Regions from separate parts of the Mus musculus genome. Here region 1 is linked to region 2. A link is a contact called in public HiChIP or PLAC-seq data. All regions are on one chromosome and are shown on one strand. The core of a region is the stretch at or near the end of the contact, and the rest is flanking DNA. Distances in the headings are between cores, read along the strand shown.

Region 1 (6,260 bases), core at 1,194-3,693, 120 kb after region 2:
TAGTGTGGTGGTTTTATACATGAGCTCTGGAATCTTACTCCATAAGCCCATTGCCTTCAGTACCACATTTTAGCTTCACCACATACAATTTCTGTGACCCCAAAGAAACAAATTCATCTTTAAACACCCCACTCCATTTATCTGGAGAAGAATGTAGCACATGTCTTGAATCCCAGCTCTCGGGAGGAAGAGGCAGCCTCGTCTACAAAGTGAGTTCCAGAACTGTCGAGAACCCTGCCTCCAAAAATAATTGATTAAAAGACATATTGATAACACCTGTTTATGGTCCATACAAAGATTGTGTTGGTGCATGTATACCCAGAAGATGTTCCAACTGGTAATAAGAACACATGCTCCACTATGTTCATAGCAGCCTTATTTATAATAGCCAGAAGCTGGAAAGAACCCAGATGTCCCTCAACAGAGGAATGGATACAGAAAATGTGGTACATTTACACAATGGAGTACTACTCAGCTATTAAAAACAATGACTTTATGAAATTCTTGGGCAAATGGATGTATCTGGGGGATATCATCCTTAGTGTGGTAACCCAATCATAAAAGAAGTTATTGGATATTCACTCACTAATACGTGGATATTAGCCCAGAAACTTAGAATATCCAAGATACAATTTGCAAAACACAAGAAAATCAAGAAGGAAGACCAATGTGTGGATACTTCATTCCTCCTTAGAATAGGGAACAAAATACCCATGAAAGGAGTTACAGAGACAAAGTTTGGAGCTAAGACAAAAGGATGGACCATCCAGAGACTACCCCACCCAGGGGTCCATCCCATAATCAGTCACCAAACGCAGACACTATTGCATATGCCAGCAAGATTTTGCTGAAGGGACCCTGATATAGCTGTCTCGTGTGAGGCTATGCCAGTGCCTGGCAAATACAGAAGTGGATGGTCACGATCATCTATAGGATGGAACACAGGGCCCCCAGTGGAGAAGCTAGAGAAAGCACCCAAGGAGCTGAAGGAGTCTGCAACCCTATAGGTGGAACAACAATATGAACTAACCAGTACCCCCAGAGCTCATGTCTCTAGCTGCATATGTAGCAGAAGATGACCTAGTTGGCCATCATTGGGAAGAGAGGCCCCTGGTATTGCAAACTTTATATGCCCCAGTACAGGGGAACGCCAGAGCCAAGAAGTGGGAGTGGGTGAGTAGGGGAGCAGGGCAGGGGGAGGGTATAGGGAACTTTCAGGATAGCATTTGAAATGTAAATAAAGAAAATATCTAATAAAAATTATAAAGAGAAAAAAATAAAATAAAATGTTTACAAAAGTGAGTGGAATTTAGTAAAAATTAAATAGTTCTGAAATTTTATATGGCCATCAAGCCCTGCTTTTATCCCTTATTATCCCTTATTCCTTCTACGCAATACTTGTTCAGCACTCACTGAGAAGAGAAAGTCTGAATTGGAATGCAACAAGACTGTGCACTGACATTTTTTGCTTGGGGATGGGAGGTAGACCTGGTTCTGTAACAGTGGCAGAGAGCAGCAGCAACATCACTAGTTTCCAGAGAAGGGTTTAAGATCGGTGGTACTGATGCTAGTGCCCCTCAGCTGATGACCATTGCAACAGGAGACTGTAGATACAGAATGAACAGCTTATGGTATCAGTTATTATACGGACAGGTGGCTGTTGGAACAGATCTTCTAATTGAGAGAACAAACAGTAGTTACTTGCCTTTGTTCTCTAAGTATTTCCTGCTAGAGGGAATTTACAATGATCATTCTTTGTTGGTCACATCTGCTGAATAAAACCCTGCTGGCATTTTATAGGAACTCCTTGTACCATGACTTTATAATAACGGCAGACAAGAATTTTGTGAAGAATTTGATGACACATTCATAAAACACCAGAGTTAATATTAACGGGAGATTAGTTTGGCATTACCAGTTATTTCTGAAGAAGTAGTTGGACCTGTGTCAACGTCAAGATTTGGGCAATGTACCAATCAGGACAACTCAGAACTACTTAAAAATTTAAAATAGGACGAATTTTATTTTGTCCAGGAAAAAAGGGGCATGTCAAGAAGTCTTAAAAATATAACCATGTTCTTGACTCTGGCTGCATAAGACTGGATCACTTTATCTAGAACATCTCTATGAGGATGGGTAGTGGAACAAAAATATGAACAAGAATTCAGAATCTTGGGTCATGCTTAAAAGGCAGAGACTTTTGCTATATGGAGCCTTAACCACATTCATACCGGTTCCTGTGTGTCCTGTGGGACAGCCTGAATCATCACAATGCCAAATAGTGCAAACTACTGCTTGTGTTCCATATTTGTCAGATATGAGCTGCTCTGGAGTCCTTTTTATCCCTTCTAGGAGAGAAACTAACCCGTCATATGAGGATTACTGTGGCTTGATTCATGCTTGGCAGATCTCCTGACTTGATAACATGACGTGTTGTATCAGATGCGCAAGGCTTAGCTTTTCAGTTAAGGGGAAGCGATTCACAACTGAGCTGTTTGCTTCCAGACTTGTCAGACACGGTGAGCCACTCAAGTAGACAGCTTCCAGCAGAATCCTGCAAGCAGCTGGGCCCAAGCTGTGGCGTGATGGGCACAGGCAAGTAGCACCTGTGATTCCAGGGAACCCAGCTTACTGCTGCAGGTAAATTCTTACAGCACTGTAATTATGATCAATAGCAACTTAGAAAAGAGTTTAGTTAATTATTTGATCCTCTAACCCTTGAAAGCACAGGATATCAGGGAGGTTTCCTTGCTTCATTTCAGTCCCAGAATAGCAAAAACTGTTACCTCAACATGTCACTGTTACTATATTTAGAAAAATAAGAGTTTGGGGGCAGGGGTGTTGTTTGTTTTTGTTTTTCAGACATGGTTTCACTGTGGAGTCCTGGATGTCCTAGAACTCCCTCAGTAGCCCAGGCTGGCCTTGAACTCACCTGTGTCTGCCTCCTGACTGCTGGGATTAAAGGCACCACCACTGCCCTGAAAATTAAGTTATTTTTAAATAAGCACATTTTTTTGTCAAAAAAAAAAATGAAGATACCAGACAGTATACATTGTACATGAACCAATGCATTTAGTCCAATAATGTGCAAGTTACAGGCAGAGGTTTATGAAACATAAATTAAAGTTTCATGTAGACCTATTTTACTTTTGAAAACATCACCCAAAATGCAGAGACCTTTTAAAAGAAGAATTCTGTTTGCTGATATGTGCAATTTCTTGACATCCAAGTGGTGAAGATAGAAGCATCATTTTTTTTTTTGTAATTAATACTAAGGTTAAGTCATCTGCCAAGGTAGTCAGATGGTTTTCTGCTTAGTGATTCTAAGCAACTGAAGTTAACCCTACGACGTTATGCCAACAGATACAATTCAGAATGAAAATGCAGGCTGACAGCTACATTAATGATAGGATACCAGGAGAACACATGTATCAAAGCTGAGTGAGAGATTTTACAACACTTTAGTTCTGAGTCTAAATGAAAGTTAAATATCATTAACACAGATAGCTTTTGCATCATGTAAACACTCTGTTAATTGTAAGCACTGTTTGGACATACACATTTCATTTAAATATACATCTTGGGGCAAATAATTTTTGATCTAATTTCATGCAAAAAAGAAAAAGAAAAAAGCCTCAGATTTAAAAATATAAGTGATTTTTTTTATCCACATGCTCAAATTGTTTTAACAAACAATAGGTGATAGGTAAGTTGAAAGGCATTGGTCTTTCTCTTAATTGGTTCTTCTTTCTTTACTGAGTTACTATTGTGTACAGGCATTGTTTCTGATTATTGAGATATGACATATCACATAAGCATATGGATAAAAGAAACATACATGTGGCATACCTACACTTGACACATCCCAACAGGAAACCAGTGTTTTGGGAGGACATGATGAGGCTTCTAAGAAATATGAGGTGGTGATCTTAGGACCACCTGTGAGTGGAACACAACTTCTGTTTCAATCCAATCACGCAGGACCTGAGACAGCATTAGAGAAGCAGGAAACCCCGACTGACCAGGGTCACAAGTCCCTTCCAGTTGTGGCTAGCACTGGGACACCTTGGGCACGAAGTCAGCAGACACCCCCAAGGTCCCTAGAGGACAGCTTCTGAGACAGACCCCTTTTCGGGCTCCAGACATCCAGGCACTTTCCTTGCCAGAGGAGAGGTGTCCGCCCTGCCCAGGAGAGCTTTGCTGGAGCACCTGGGGGAGCCATCTTGGTTCCCAGATCCCTCTGAGACTAGTCTGTGCAGGTGAGAGTGTGGACTACAGAAGCTAACAGCTTCTGTGACAGGCCGAAGCAACACAAATTCTGGGACAGGTCCTGTTTCAGGCCTTCATCTTCTGCCAGGAGGGAGGTCCGAACACCAGATATCTGTGCACCTTCCTTGTAAGCAGAGAGCTTGCCTGCAGAGTGTGCTCTGACCACTGAAACTCAGGAGAGAGCTTTTCTCCTAGGTCTGTTGATAGAGGCTAACAGAATCATGAGAGGAACAATGTCTAACCAGAGAAAACTATAACAACTAACTCCACAGATTATCAGATGGTGAAAGGCAAACGTAAGAATCTTACTAATAGAAACCAAGACCACTCGCCATCATCAGAACGCAGCATTCCCACCTCGCCCAGTCCTGGGCATCCCAACACACCCGAAAAGCTAGACCCGAATTTAAAAGCATATCTCATGATGATAGTAGAGGACATCAAGAAGGACTTTAATAACTCACTTAAAGAAATACAGGAGAACACTGCTAAAGAATTACAAGTCCTTAAAGAAAAACAGGAAAACACATCCAACCAGGTGACTGAAATGAACAAAACCATACTAGACCTAAAAAGGGAAGTGGACACAATAAAGAAAACCCAAAGCGAGGCAAAGCTGGAGATAGAAACCTTAGGAAAGAAATCTGGAACTATAGATGCGAGCATCAGCAACAGAATACAAGAGATAGAAGAGAGAATCTCAGGTGCAGAAGATTCCATAGAGAACATTGGCACAACAATCAAAGACAATGCAAAATGCAAAAAGATCCTAACTCAAAACATCCAGAAAATCCAGGACACAATGAGAAGGCCAAACCTACGGATAATAGGAATAGATGAGAATGAAGATTTTCAACTTAAAGGGCCAGCAAATATCTTCAACAAAATTATAGAAGAAAGCGTCCCAAACTTAAAGAAAGAGATGCCCATGGACATACAAGAAGCCTACAGAACTCCAAATAGACTGGACCAGAAAAGAAATTCCTCCCGACACATAATAATCAGAACAACAAATGCACTAAATAAAGATAGAATATTAAAAGCAGTAAGGGAAAAGGGTCAAGTAACATATAAAGGCAGGCCTATCAGAATTACACCAGACTTTTCACCAGAGACTATGAAAGCCAGAAGATCCTGGACAGATGTTATACAGACACTAAGAGAACACAAATGCCAGCCCAGGTTACTATAGCCAGCCAAACTTTCAATTGCCATAGACAGAGAAACCAAAGTATTCCACAATAAAAACCAAATTCACACAATACCTTTCCACGAATCAAGCCCTTCAAAGGATAATAACAGAAAAAAACCAATACAAGGACAGAAACCATGCCCTAGAAAAAGCAAGAAAGTAATCCTTCAACAAACCTAAAAGAAGACAATCACAAGAACAGAATGCCACTCTAACAGCAAAAATAATAGGAAGCAACAATTACTTTTCCTTAATATCTCTTAATATCAATGGACTTAACTCCCCAATAAAAAGACATAGACTAACAGACTGGCTAAACAAACAGGACCCAACATTCTGCTGCTTACAGGAAACCCATCTCAGGGAAAAAGACAGACACTACCTCAGAGTGAAAGGCTGGAAAACAATTGTAAAGCAAATGGTCTGAAGAAAAAAGCTGGAGTAGCCATTCTAATATTGAATAAAATCGACTTCCAACCCAAAGTTATCAAAAAAGACAAGGAGGGACACTTAGTATTCATCAAAGGTAAAAACCTCCAAGAAGAACTCTCAATTCTGAATATCTATGCTCCAAATGCAAGGGCAGCCACGCTCATTAAAGAAACTTTAGTAAAGCTCAAAGCACACATTACACCTCACACAATAATAGTGGGAGACTTCAGCACACCACTCTCATCAATGGACAAACCGAGGAAACAGAAACTAAACAGGGGCACAGTGAAACTAACAGAAGTTATGAAACACATGGATTTATCAGATATCTACAGAACATTTTATCCTAAAACAAAAGGATATACCT
Region 2 (6,266 bases), core at 1,351-3,850:
AAGAATGTTTTAGCCCTTATAGTTATCCAAGAGGACATCCGTCATATGATAATGTCCTTCGGATATTAAGTGTAGCAGCAGTGTTAATTTAATCAAACACCCTCTAATTTAATTTGATCCATAATTACAAAAATGATGGTACTCTCAGAAATTAAGAAATAATGTAATTTATTCTCTCCCCCAAAAGGCAATGAAGCTTAATAATTCACTGATACATTCTCAACTAGTCAATCAACGTGAGGCCAATCCTGGGACTTTATTTGGGTATAGGATAACCATTCTAAAATTTTATTATGAGATAAATGACGCAACATAAACTCTAAGTATTTTAAGGGTACACATTTAAAAAGATATTTACAGACCAGAGCTTCTTTGCCATTTCCATATTCATAAATATTTTCATTAGCTAAGAGATATTTTGGAAGGTGGTCAAGCTATTTTGAATGTGGACTCCTAACAACAGCACTAGGGTGAAGAGTCTCCACAGACTAAGTCAGTAGCCCCAGCTCTTTTAAACCAGTTGTCTCTAAAAGCAATTGGATAAAGAAAACCCAAACCACAAAAATGAAGAAAGCAAGGTGTAGAAACTTTTGATGCAAATTCTTCTTCCTCCGTTCAAAATTGCCTTTGAGCTGCATCAAAGCCCTGACAATTGACTACTAAAATATGCATCTCTTCCCCCAAAGGAAAAGCCATCCACGCCAGCTTCATATAACTCTCCAAAATCTTTTCTACAACTAAATGTGAAAACCAAAATAACCACTCCTTTGCGGAGGAAAAAAGAAAAACGCCTGGGGAACTGGGAAGACCACGTGTTTATGTCAACCTTCAGGAAAATGGAAAAAAGAGACACGTTGGCAAAATAAGCACTGGTGGCGATCAAACTATTTTGTGACATCTTTTTATGTCTTTCACATATTTCACTCCATGCTCAATGTACCAATTTTGCACGGTGTCGCCTGTGTCAAATCCAGAACGCCTAAAGAGCAATCTACTACTGAAGCAGAACACTATGTGGAGTTCTGCTCATCCTCTGTTAGCTTAAGAAGAAAAAAAAAACTTCAAACATATTTATTTTCCCTCTTCTATATAAAATCGGGAGACAACTGGCGAGGAATGCAGCTAGATAGCAGTCCCAAGATTAAACAAACAAGCAAAAAAATACCCAAACACGGAAGACACCAGGAACAAAGGAAACACAAGCGTGTGAACAGGAAATGAAGCAACTCTATACACATAAATACCTTTTGGGGCCGCCAACGTAGGTGAAAGTAAAGGTGGAGTCTGAGTATCTGAAATCTGAAACGGAAAGTCGTGTTATAAGCCACCCCATGTGTTGTTTTTAACCCCAATTCTGTCTTGAACCTACACTTTTGTGTGAGCCTAGGAGGCCCGATGGGGAGGGAAGCAAAGGCTGGAGAGCTAGGGGCCGCCAGCAGGGTGGTGCAGGAGGGGATGCGGAGCACCCCGTGGGGTGCAGCGGGAGGCCGCCCCCCGCAACAAGTGCCGGGTGCCATGGCAACAGCGGGAAATTCCCAGCCAAGCAGCCGGAAGCAGCCCCTGGCAGGCTTCGGGCTGCGAAGCCCGAACTGCCCTCGGCCTTGGATGGGGGGGTGGGAGGACGGGGAGCAAAGATGGACGCAAAGCGACCCCCAGGTTGGGCCTGCGTAGCTCGGGAACCCCGGGAATCCATCCATCCCTTCCCCGGGGCGGTGTCCTGCGCGCTCGCCGAGGAGCGGGTGCAGCGGAGGGGGCGGGAGCTCGGCCCAGCGCTGCCTTCTCCCGGGGCCTCGGCGCCTGGCGGGAGCAGCGCAGCGCAGCGCAGCGCAGCCGGTCCCTTCCCGGCCGCCGCCGCTCGGCCGATGGCGCAAAGCCGCCGGGCTCTAGCCCGCCCCGCTCGGCCACGGCTGCCGAAGCCGGGAGGCAAAGCTCGGATGCTCTGGGCACCGCCAATGGCTGGAACCCAGCGCCCGGCCCCTGCACTCTGATCGCGCGGGTCCTGCCCCAGGAGCCGGAGACTGCCCTGGCCTGGTGGGGTTTTTTGGGGGGGAGGGGGGTGGCTCGTGCCCCCCTCCTCTTTGGGTTTCAGCTCACGCCGCTGCAGCTATTTCCAAATGCACCCGGAATGGGGACTTGCCGCCCCACACTCCCAAGCTACACGCGTCGCGGTCAGAAATCTGGGCAATGGGGGTAGACAGAGGGGAGGCTGACTCCTGGTCCCAGGATCCGAGAGGCAAGAACTCACCTGCAAACAGGCAGTCTTTCTCGGCTCTTGACTTCTGGATCACGACGTCGATATCCTTCTGAATTCTCTCTTGCCTTGAACACATCCCCATTAAATAAATCCCTGGAAAAGAAGCAGCCGCTATTTCCACTCCACCCCACCCCCCTCGCACGCTTCCAGCTTTCGTAAATATTCAGTTAAAAATGAAACCTCTGGCCGAGGCAGGGGCTGAAGGCGAAGTGGTTTCGGAAGTGATCCCGGGTGAGAGAGGAGGAGGAGGTGGAGGAGGAGGAGGAGGAGGAGGTCGGCTTTGCATTCCCAGATGTGACCGCCCAGCTGCTGCTCGCCGCTGCTGGATTCCAATTTCCTCCTGTTCTGACAATGGATGGTGATGACACGGAGTCTCACTTTCTCCCTCCCCCCCCACCCCCGCCCGGACTGACGGCCGTAGGAAAACGAGGGGCCCGAAGGGGGCCGGGGACCGCTGGAGAGCGATCGGCAGCTGTGGAGCGGCAGGCGCCGGAGAGGGGCGAGCCCCGCTCCGACTCACGCGCGCACACCCCTCGCGGCCCGCACGCCGGCCTTCCCACACCCGCGCACACTCGCGCCCGCGGGCGGCGGCCGTGCCCAGGCTGCTGCAGCGCCGCCCGCCAGCCGCAGACCCTCCCGCACCCGCCGCGGGTCACCGGGCCCGGCTGCGCGCCGCTGGGGCTTTAATAGTATCCGCCATCCGCGCAGGCTGGATTTCCCCACCCCCGACTGCCACTCGAGCCGGGAGCTGAGTGACAGTGTAGGTAGTGAAGACTCCCTGGAGCTCCCAGCCTCTCCCGCACCACCACCACCACCCCTCCTCTTTCCACCACTTTTATGAATTCGACTCCACTTTCAGAAGGAATTATGAGTCATATGGAAACCCAAGCCGGAGTGGCTGGGAGGAAGAAAGAGGGGGAAAAGAAAAAAAAATCTTTACGAATTAAAAATAAAGTGAACAAGTCTTTCCTTGTAATCACATCAGGCAAAGGGAGAAAGGCTGGAGATCACTCTAGGAGGACTCTCCCATTTCCTTATTGCCTTCTTTTTTGGTGGTGAGGTGATGGGGGTTCTTTTATTGTTTTGCTTTGCTTTTGCTTCTCAGGGTGGTTTGTTTGTTTGTTTGTTTGTCCCAGGTTTGAGAAGCTCTTTTGAAAATGAAGCCCTTTCTAGACTCCAAAGACTCTTGTTCTTCCTTTCCAGCTCTGTTCATAAGAAATTGGCCTGAGGGGACTCCCTAAGTCAGGGATACCTGGCTTGGGTCTTATTCAAAACCTCAGCCTTCTGTGGGCTGAGGCAAGGGAAAGTTTCTCCAGCCCTAATACCTTGCGCAACAAGGAAAACCATACTGTCCGCTCTCTATTGCCCTGCTTTAAGCTTATGATGGTTGGTCCACCTTTTCTGCCGCAAGGAACCTGAACCCGCTCCACCAAGCTCTTTTCTTTAGCATCGTTTCTGAGAAGTGTCCCCCAGGCAGACCATAGGTATATTGTTTTGCATTCTAAGACCAAGCAGTGTCTGGAATATAGGAGGTGTTATCAATCATGTTGTCCGGAACCTTTTAATCTTCCCGATAGGAATAGTGAGTAGGGGAAGCTTTTCCTGTGCTGGCAAGCCTGAGTCAGTACCCTGGAGCCTAGGGGCTGAACAGACACGCCCAGAAGAGTATTAGAATTTCAAACCCTTTTCAAGGCAGAGACTGACTGCTGGAAACACTCAGGCTGGAGGCTTATGGTATATATCCAGCCTTTTAACATCATCTGTATTCTCACGCTTTTCCTCTTGTAATCCTCAGTTTCCGACAGCCTTTAGTGACGGCAGAAGACAGCATACATCCCACAGCAGTTAGGTGGGGCTTTGCAGGGTTAAAGCTCTCCTTTGAGCCTGGCCTTGGACACAGTGATCCTTAACCTAACTACAGAGACAGGTCACTGTGAGACTGGTCTGAGGCCTGTAGCTGCTCAGATCCATATCCCTTGAAGCTTGAGAGCTCTGGGGATCTCATCCACAGAGCACCCAAGGCCTTCGCTTTCCCTTCGCTGCCTTGCTTGAAGAGACTTCACTAAGGGTTAACGTTGTAATAAAGTGAGCCAAATAATCTGATTATATAGCCAGGAAAGAAAAGCACATGTATGAACCAATCCTGGCAGTTCCTCCCTCATACGGGACCATGTGGGCACCAATCGCAGGCCTGAGGATCACTAGGGAAACTAGTCTCCAGCTGATAGTGGGTGGAGAAGGCTTCAAGGTTATCTAGAGTTTACCAAGGCGTGAGGCAGCAAGAGATCCAGTGCTATTTGAAACACTTGAGTCCGAGGCCGTGAGGTTAGGAGTTAAGAGTTACGCTTCACTTTGGTAGCTGGGTTGCTTCTTCCATCCCAGAGGCAAGGAGCAGTGGTGCTTTGCAGTAAAGCTTCCTAAAGCCTCCAGGAGTATTCGGAATGGCACATGGCTAGGATGCGAGTATTTGGGCTGGCTGCTCGGCTGATAATCCTTTGCTTAAGGCAGCCAGACAGCAAGGCAAGGTATTGCAAGCTTAAGAGTTAAGGTATCAACCTATCCTAGTTCTCTAGGTATCGTTAAAAGGGATGGCAACAAAGCCCCTTGCCCATAACATGTATTGAACAGTGTTGCAACAATGCTTAACTCCTGTAAGTGATGCCTATTAGAGAGGTAGGTTCTTCTACCTCTCCATCTACATTGTTCCTTGCAGCCTTTCTCTATAAGGCACGCCAGTTTCAGACAGCTTCTTTATTAGCCGAGTTCCTACGAGGAATTGAAATGGCTCAGAGTCTTCCTGGGTCCCGTTCTGAGCCTGTGAGTGTTGACAGGAGACTTAGTAAGACTGATATGGTCCTCCCTGACAGATGGAACTCTGCCTCACAGAAAATAAGTTTCATCCCAACTACTTCTCCTGGCAGACAAGAACCATTCCATCTTGGACAGCCATCCCCACTGAAGCTAAAGAACACAGCTCCACATTCCTTAGATCTGCTGTAACCACAGCCACAATGACCACTTCTTTTCCTCGGGATGGGTCTTGATGAGGACGTCTGAGCCATTTCAATTCCTCGTAGGAACTTGGCTAATAAAGAAGCTGTCTGAAACTGACGTACCTTATAGAGAAAGGCTGCAAGGAACAATGTAGATAGAGAGGTAGAAGTTCAAATCCCCCTGGCTGCTTTTCTATAGACACCTCAGACAACAAAAGCACTTTCATTTCCTCTTTATCTCTCACTCCTGGATTATTGACTACTTCCTTCTTCTGTAAGGAGCACGGAACTATTGGAGGCTTAACATCTCTTAACTCACGGGACTTGATCATATAGTTGTCTGCCCAAAGGTTTCACTTCTCCTGTATGAGAATCTGAAATAATTTTATAGCACCTTACATACTACTCATGCCACATCAGGCTTTCCTGTGATTTATTCTGTCTGATGTTGTGTTTCTTTTAGACAGGGTCTCTCTATGTAGCCCTGACTGGCCTGGAACTCATTGACTGTGTAGACTAGACTAAGCCACCATGCCCAACTCCTGTGGTTTTTGGTTTTTTTTTGTTGTTGTTGTTGTTGCTTTGTTTTGTTGATGTTTTTGTTTTGTTTTGTTTCCCCTTTAATTTCTTTTTTTATTTTCTTGCTTTGTTTTGTTACTTTCATTTCCCTTTTGGTTTTGTTTTAAAGCTAAACTCACTTTGGCCATGCCCCTTAAGGTGTGAAATGTTTAAATATTTTTAAATATGAAACAGGATGAAACAATTAAAACCAGCACATCCACGTTATGCATCTATTCCGTGTGTGTGTGTGTGTCTGTGTGTGTGTGTGTGTATGTGTGAGTGTGTGTGAGTGTGTGTGTGTATGTGTGTTAATAAACTCTACCGAAAGCACAGTATTGTGGGCTAGGCATAAATGAAATAATTCGCACTTTTGCCTGCATCCGGTGTCTCCTTTCTCCAATAATTAATTTTTATTTTGTGCATCTGTTCTTTGAAGGCCAGAAGGTAGCATTGCCACC

The links. HiChIP or PLAC-seq counts read pairs in DNA pulled down with a chosen protein or histone mark.
Region 1: a contact with region 2 is called in an H3K4me3 HiChIP or PLAC-seq map of bone marrow-derived macrophages, with 4 times the contacts expected there. The contact joins the enhancer-like site here to the promoter of Parp8 in region 2. A contact is called at or near these places in 3 of 39 promoter capture datasets (the C10 cell line, neutrophils and pre-B cells), 1 of 15 datasets of contacts at CTCF or cohesin (CD8 T cells), 10 of 484 Hi-C or Micro-C datasets (the N1E-115 cell line, Th1 cells, adipose-derived mesenchymal stem cells and 7 more) and 4 of 115 datasets of contacts at active chromatin or transcription factors (acute myeloid leukemia, bone marrow-derived macrophages, embryonic fibroblasts and 1 more).

Annotation. Positions count from the first base shown.
Region 1 is chr13:117,141,583-117,147,842 of GRCm38.p6, forward strand. It overlaps the pseudogene Gm18945. Among named protein-coding and RNA genes, the nearest start is that of Gm6416, 15 kb to the left of the region's middle. Within about 2 kb of position 2,444, at least 44 of the 459 cell types and tissues checked have an H3K27ac peak or open chromatin away from gene starts, as enhancers often do. A contact at or near this core is called in the N1E-115 cell line, adipose-derived mesenchymal stem cells, bone marrow-derived macrophages and 1 more, where this site is marked.
Region 2 is chr13:117,022,931-117,029,196 of GRCm38.p6, forward strand. Parp8 (poly (ADP-ribose) polymerase family, member 8) reads right to left here and starts at 2,601. Exons shown (of 27, transcript NM_001081009.2): 1 at 2,435-2,601; 2 at 2,246-2,347; 3 at 1,245-1,299. The coding sequence starts at 2,336.